Regions from separate parts of the Mus musculus genome. Here region 2 is linked to region 1. The links are chromatin contacts, called in public HiChIP or PLAC-seq maps. All regions are on one chromosome and are shown on one strand. The core of a region is the stretch at or near the end of the contact, and the rest is flanking DNA. Distances in the headings are between cores, read along the strand shown. Region 1 holds the start of Hnrnpll (heterogeneous nuclear ribonucleoprotein L-like). Region 2 holds the start of Cdkl4 (cyclin-dependent kinase-like 4).

What was found. HiChIP or PLAC-seq counts read pairs in DNA pulled down with a chosen protein or histone mark.
Region 2: an H3K4me3 HiChIP or PLAC-seq map of embryonic stem cells shows a contact between it and region 1, with 2.2 times the contacts expected there. The contact joins the promoter of Cdkl4 here to the promoter of Hnrnpll in region 1. A contact is called at or near these places in 3 of 39 promoter capture datasets (the C10 cell line, liver and pre-B cells), 8 of 484 Hi-C or Micro-C datasets (B cells, CD4 T cells, CD8 T cells and 3 more), 4 of 115 datasets of contacts at active chromatin or transcription factors (embryonic stem cells, memory CD8 T cells, microglia and 1 more) and 1 of 9 other capture datasets (liver).

What each region holds. Positions count from the first base shown.
Region 1 is chr17:80,060,786-80,063,733 of GRCm38.p6, reverse strand. Hnrnpll (heterogeneous nuclear ribonucleoprotein L-like) reads left to right here and starts at 1,466. Exons shown (of 13, transcript NM_144802.4): 1 at 1,466-2,077. The coding sequence starts at 1,742. 4933407O12Rik reads right to left here and starts at 1,512. Exons shown (of 2, transcript XM_006525248.3): 1 at 1,162-1,512; 2 at 272-1,061. The coding sequence starts at 1,494. The coding sequence ends at 936.
Region 2 is chr17:80,575,989-80,578,853 of GRCm38.p6, reverse strand. Cdkl4 (cyclin-dependent kinase-like 4) reads left to right here and starts at 1,370. Exons shown (of 10, transcript NM_001360143.1): 1 at 1,370-1,522.

The sequences.
Region 1 (2,948 bases), core at 217-2,716:
TCAGACAAAAACTTTTGGGCAAAACTGGTGCAGTGTTTTTCTGACTGCGGATGCAGTTGCTCTCGCTCAGGACGTTTCCTTATCTGTCCCCAGCTCTGCAATTCCTTCTTTGATATTTCTTCGGTACACGTCAGTCTTATCTTAATTTTAAAGACATATTTCTAATTTTCAGTTCTGCAAGCGGCCTCTCTCTCTCTCTCACACACAGTGGTACAGTTTGCAGAAACGCTTAGATTCCTTAGGATTCTAAAATGACAAGCGACGCAAAGTATAAAGGAGAAAGCAACATATGTTAAAAGAACGATCACACATCTTTCTGGGGGAAGAAATGCCTTTGGGGGAAAAAAAACAGGCTAGAGGAGGGAACAACCCACAACTGGGAAAGGAAGAGGTTCAAAACAAGTGCGCAGAACGAATCTTAGTTTTCCAAGGCTTAAAGTAACAGGGCACTTAGGGCGCGGTGGGTTTCTTGCTAGCTAGACACCATAATTTCAACCCAGTAAGTTGGTCACTGAAATCCATTCGGGGGTGGATTGGGTTGGGGTGAACTGTACTGGAACTAGATTATAAAAATGAACACAGTACCTGCCCTTAAGCACGTCCAGTTTTGTTTTGTTTTAAAACAACACCTTTAGTTATTCAAAGGCCTTTTGCAAATAGAAACAGCTAAAAACCTTAAAACAGTCTTTAGGCTTCACAGAGGAAGTGAGTTGTGGGCTGGAAACGAACAGGATTGTGAGAGTTTCCTATTTTGGAAAATGAAGACGATCATTCAGAACAGTGAGAATAGGGGTTTTAGAGGAAGGTTGAGAATATGTAACTGCAGCAGGGACTTGGATAGGTATGTCTGCAGCAATAGGTCCGGTTTGCAGGTCACCTATGCCCTGCGCAGACCTGTGTGCATCATCTCGCTGGCTCGCCACAGTCAGTAACAGCTAACGGTTGTTCTGTTTAGTTAGTGGCGCAGAGTCCACGCGCTTTCGGGGGCTGTGTGTGGTTAGGTGCGCGGAGATTCTCCAGGTTTCCCTCATCTTTTTAAAGATTCTCCAGGTCTCCCTCATCTTTTTAAAATGAAGAAGAAAAGCATTCAAATTAGCGGGAAGGCGGTTAACACCCACAGCCCCGACTCTGCCGAACGCATCGCCGGCTCCTCACATTCACCCGGTATCTCAGCGGCGGCCAGGGCCTAACAGCGCTAACCGCCACGGGGCTGCAACCGCTGCGGAACCGCGCGCAGCGGGCGTTGCACGGTCCCGACCGGAGCCCAGCGAGAGTCCAGGCTGGGATTCTGACGAGCAGTTCTTCCAGCCAATTGGAAGCCAGATCGACTTTCGCTCTTCCAATAGGAGGCGGAAGTTCGGCAAGGGGGCGGAAACTCTCGGGCCCTGGATCCCATCCCGCCCGGCGGCAGTCAAGGCGGGGTGGAGGCTCCGCCTGAGCGGCGGGGAGCGGATCAGGGAGGAGGGAAGACCGGAAGCCACGGCCCGGCCCCATCCTTACTTTCGCGTCCCCCCCGGGGCTGGGAGCCGCGAAGCTGGCGGAGGGAGAGGCTGGAGGCTGGCTGAGAGATAAAGGGAAGCGTCCCCTCAGCCCGCGCTCCCTTCTCAGTCACGGGCTCCTGGAGCGCGCCGCGGAGGACGCCGGGCCAGCTCAGACCCGCGCCGAGGAGGCGCAGCCCGCGGCGGGGACCGATCAGCGACATCTGAGGCCCGTCTCCCGCGCCGTCTCCACCGCCGCCGCCATGTCCTCCTCCTCCTCCTCCTCCCCCAAGGAGGAGACGTACGAGGAGGACCGGGAGTTCGAGAGCCAGGCCAAGCGCCTCAAGACCGAGGAGGGAGAGATCGTCTACTCGGCCGAGGAGAGCGAGAATCGCCAGGAAGCGACGCCTCAGGCGGGGAGCGATAGCGACAGCGGCGGCGGCGACGGAGGCGACGGAGACGGAGGCAGCGGCGGCGGCGGCGACGGCGAGGAAGGCGAAGGTGGAGAAGAAGGCGACGAAGGCGACGGCGATGAGGGAGGGAGCGGCGGCGACGAAGGTGGCAGCGGCGGTGGCCCTCGGAGCATGCCCCTGTCCACGGTAACAAAGCGCGGCGCCGCGCCGCGTCCCTCCAGCAGGGCCCGGCGGCGGGGGTTCGGCCTGGCCGCCTTTGCCGCTGCGTGCACGCCGAGCGCGTAGCTGGCGACTCGGACTGATTCTTTCCTTTATTGCCCACGATCCCCGAATCCCGAATGCCGGCTTTGGGTGGGCTTGGGGTGCCGGGCCTCCCGGAGTCCGGGCCCTGAACTTGGGGAGGGTAGCGGGGTGGGGGCGGCGGGGGCGGGCGGGTGTCGCTTCCGCTCCGGGAGGCTGCGCCGCGCGCCCTCGGCGGGATCCGCTCTTTGTTAGTTGAGCAACTCCGGCTCCGAGGCTGTGCTGGGGACCCGGCCTCCCCGACCCGCATCATCCTCACGCTGGGCAACCATAACGGGAAGGCTCTCGTGGCCTCGTCTCCGTGGGAACCGCGATGCAATGACAAATTGCGCCCTCGTGCTCTCCCCGTAGTTTAGCCCTCGCTAGTTTAATATCTTTCTATAGAAAAGGCTTTGTGGGCATGGGGTTCATTCAGGCCAGGCAATGGCCAAGATAAGTTTTCTTGTTACAGAAATGAGTGGGCCGGTGATCTAAGTGTGTGTGTGTGTGTCTGTCCCTGCTGTCAAATAAAAGGCGTTCAGATGACGAGAGTTCTTCATTCATAATGTACTTCAAGTTTGTCCCCCACAGAAGGAAATGAATGCAGAGCTGTGGGAATTCAGTCACACATTCCTCGAGTCCTCCTTTATCAGAAACGTTTAGCTGGAGGCTGGAGGAATGTGGACAGCGCAACCCACAACTTCAGTTCCATGGAGACTTTAAGGAAACAAACCAATCCGAACGGTTTTGACTCTTTTGGGGGCCTTTAAACGGTCTT
Region 2 (2,865 bases), core at 121-2,620, 520 kb before region 1:
CTGTAGACATCCTTGGTAGAAGAAAAGGAACTTGATATGCAGGGATGGGCTGACGGGTGATGCTATAGTTGAAATGCAAAAATGCCGCATGTTCAAGGAACGGTGATGTTAAATGCAGTAGAGCTTTGAGTGTGTGGACAAGGACCTGGCACAGAACCAAAGTGGGCCGGTGAAGAGTCTCTGTGTAGATGAGTAGCTTGGAGAAATGGGGAGCGAATGGGGAGCATTCACAACTGTGGAGACAGGAGACTCAAGTTCAGAGTCTTGGCTACGTAGCAAGTCCCAGGTCAGCCTAGGCAACATGAGATCCTATCTCACAAAAGGTGGAGAGGAGCCAGTCCTTGTGATCTTTAATCCCAGCACTTGGGAAGCAAAGGCTAGCAAATCCCTGAGTTTGAGGCCAGCCTTTTGTACATAGCAAGTTCAAGGACAACCACCAGGACTGCATAGAGACCTTGTCAGACTGGGGAGACAGTGGATAGAGATCTCCATGCAAGTGGAAAGACTTGAGTTTAAGTCCCTAGAATCCCTGTGAGCTGGATGGACTCCATCTGTAACACCAATGCTCTTGGGGCAAGATGGAGAGACAGGAGAATCTTTCCAAAAGTCACAGGCCAGCCCCCCTGTCATACACAAAAGAGGACAAAGACCCTGTCTCAAGGTGAGAAGCACGCACCACACACACACACACACACACAGAGTCCAGTAAAGATGGAATTAGGCCAACATGTTTGTATGTACATAAAGTGGACTACTGGTGCACCTGATGAGAAATGTTTTCTAGCATACAGGCAGAAATTATATAAAAATGGGTAAATGTGAATTCTGGTCTTGAATGAGTGAGGTAAATGTGCTTCCAGATTTCATTCCGTTTAAAATGTGATCCTTGAGCATATTCCTGAGGAAATGAGGAGGTGAGGTACAGGAGGAAAGGAGACACCTACTAAGAAGGGAAGATCAGACAATACATACATACATACATACATACATACATACATACATAGCATATGGTACGTGTGTGTGTGTGTGCGCGCGTGTGTGTGCGTGCGCGCGCATGCGCGCGCCTTGGAGTTCAGTTTATTCTGTGGGTAACGACTGAAATTAACATGTTTGTTAACATGTTTGTCTCGATGCCACATTCAATGATATCTGCCTTGCTTTCTTCCCCACTGGGTGACAACCCCCCCCACCCCCGCCCTACTCTGAATCTGCCCAGGGTCTCTGGAGCAGCGTCTCGCTGAGTTACAAAAATGGCGTTAATGAGCCACGGCTGACTCTAAACAGCTCAAGGAATAAGGTAAGAGCTATGGGTGATGGATGGAAGGTAACCCTGCCAGGGAACGAATCGAATAGAGAGAGCGAGCAAGTTGTGTGGAAGCTGCGCAGCCTGCGCGTCCTGGTTGCCCTGGAGACACCGCAGAGGCTCGGTCTCTCGGGAGTTCTGTGGTGGCAGCAGACTGCGCGGGCTGGGGCTCCCCGAAGCTGAACACCATTGTGTCACCGTCGCCGGAGGCTGTGCCGTGTAAGTGCAGGTTCCCTGGCGGGGGAAGGCGGAGAGCAGGGTCTGCGGGGCTCGGGAGGGCGGGGGTGAGGGGGCGCACCCGCGGAAGAACGGGCCACCCGTGGTCTCGTGGGCCGTGGGGGTGCCAGAGAGGGACAGGGACGCACCTGTGCATCTAGACACCTCTTGTGGCCTGGACGCAGGGGAAAGTGAAGGCTCAGAGGCTTGGAAATGAAGTGAGTTTTTGCCAAACTTCCAGGTCTTTTTGTCACACGCCTGAAGCGTGGGGACATAAAGAAAATGAGTTGTATAGATTGTGTAAATGACGTGGTGGGCTTAGTTTGTGAGAATCTAACGAGATCGATTTCGTTGACGGGAACACCTTCGTGCACAGGTGTGTGCTTTTAAATTGTAACTCGCAAAGACAAGTCTGAATGATCCGTAGAATCCATTTTCCGATCAAGTTTATTAAACATAATGCATGTTTGGTTTTATTGGAAACAGTTAACTACAAACTGTGGGTGGCATCCTCAGTGAGCTTCCCGGCTCTGAAACTGTCTCTGCCCCTCCACATTTCTAAAGCCAGGGATTGGTGGTGGTTGGTTTTTGGTTTCCTGGGACCTCTTAGGTTAGGGGAGTTCTTTGTCCACCCTTCCTCGCCCTCTGTCTTGATTTTGTTTGCCTTTGTATTCCTTGTACTTCTTCAGCCCCCAGGACTTAGTTTGTGAAACAGTCTTGAAAACTAACCGAGTGTTCTTTTCTCCTGTGTACTTTATTTTGTAAATCATTAATAGTGAGGAAATTCCGTAGCAACTTTCTAAGGAATTTTTTTTTTCCATTTTTTATTAGGTATTTAACTCATTTACATTTCCAATGCTATACCAAAAGTCCCCCATATCCACCCACCCCTAAGGAATTTTAAAATCCCGCTATTACACTTAAACTCAGCCCCTGTCTGTGGGTCTTAAAATCACTGGTGACCCCCAGCCTGCTTTTGTCCTTGGCCTTTGTAGATAGAACTCTATTAACTCAGGGTCAAATACTTATAAATTCTGAAGTTAAGAAGGTACACCACTTGAAGCTAAAGGTGACTGATAACTATGGCAAATATTTTCAACCCACAGCTATATTCATTTAATCTTGCCCAAACACAGTGGTAATAATAATCAACATATTCTTGCAGGTTTTGCTTTTAAAAAGAAAATTAGAAAATGAAAGTATAATAAGGCAATGCAAGCCTGGCGTGATGAATGGTGGTGTGAGGGAGGTGGGGCTGGGGTGGGCACCGTTAGAGTCAGCTGTGGAGAGAAGAGCCTGCCTTTGGGGATTGGACATTTGAGTTGGACTGTGAGAAATGGAGAAGT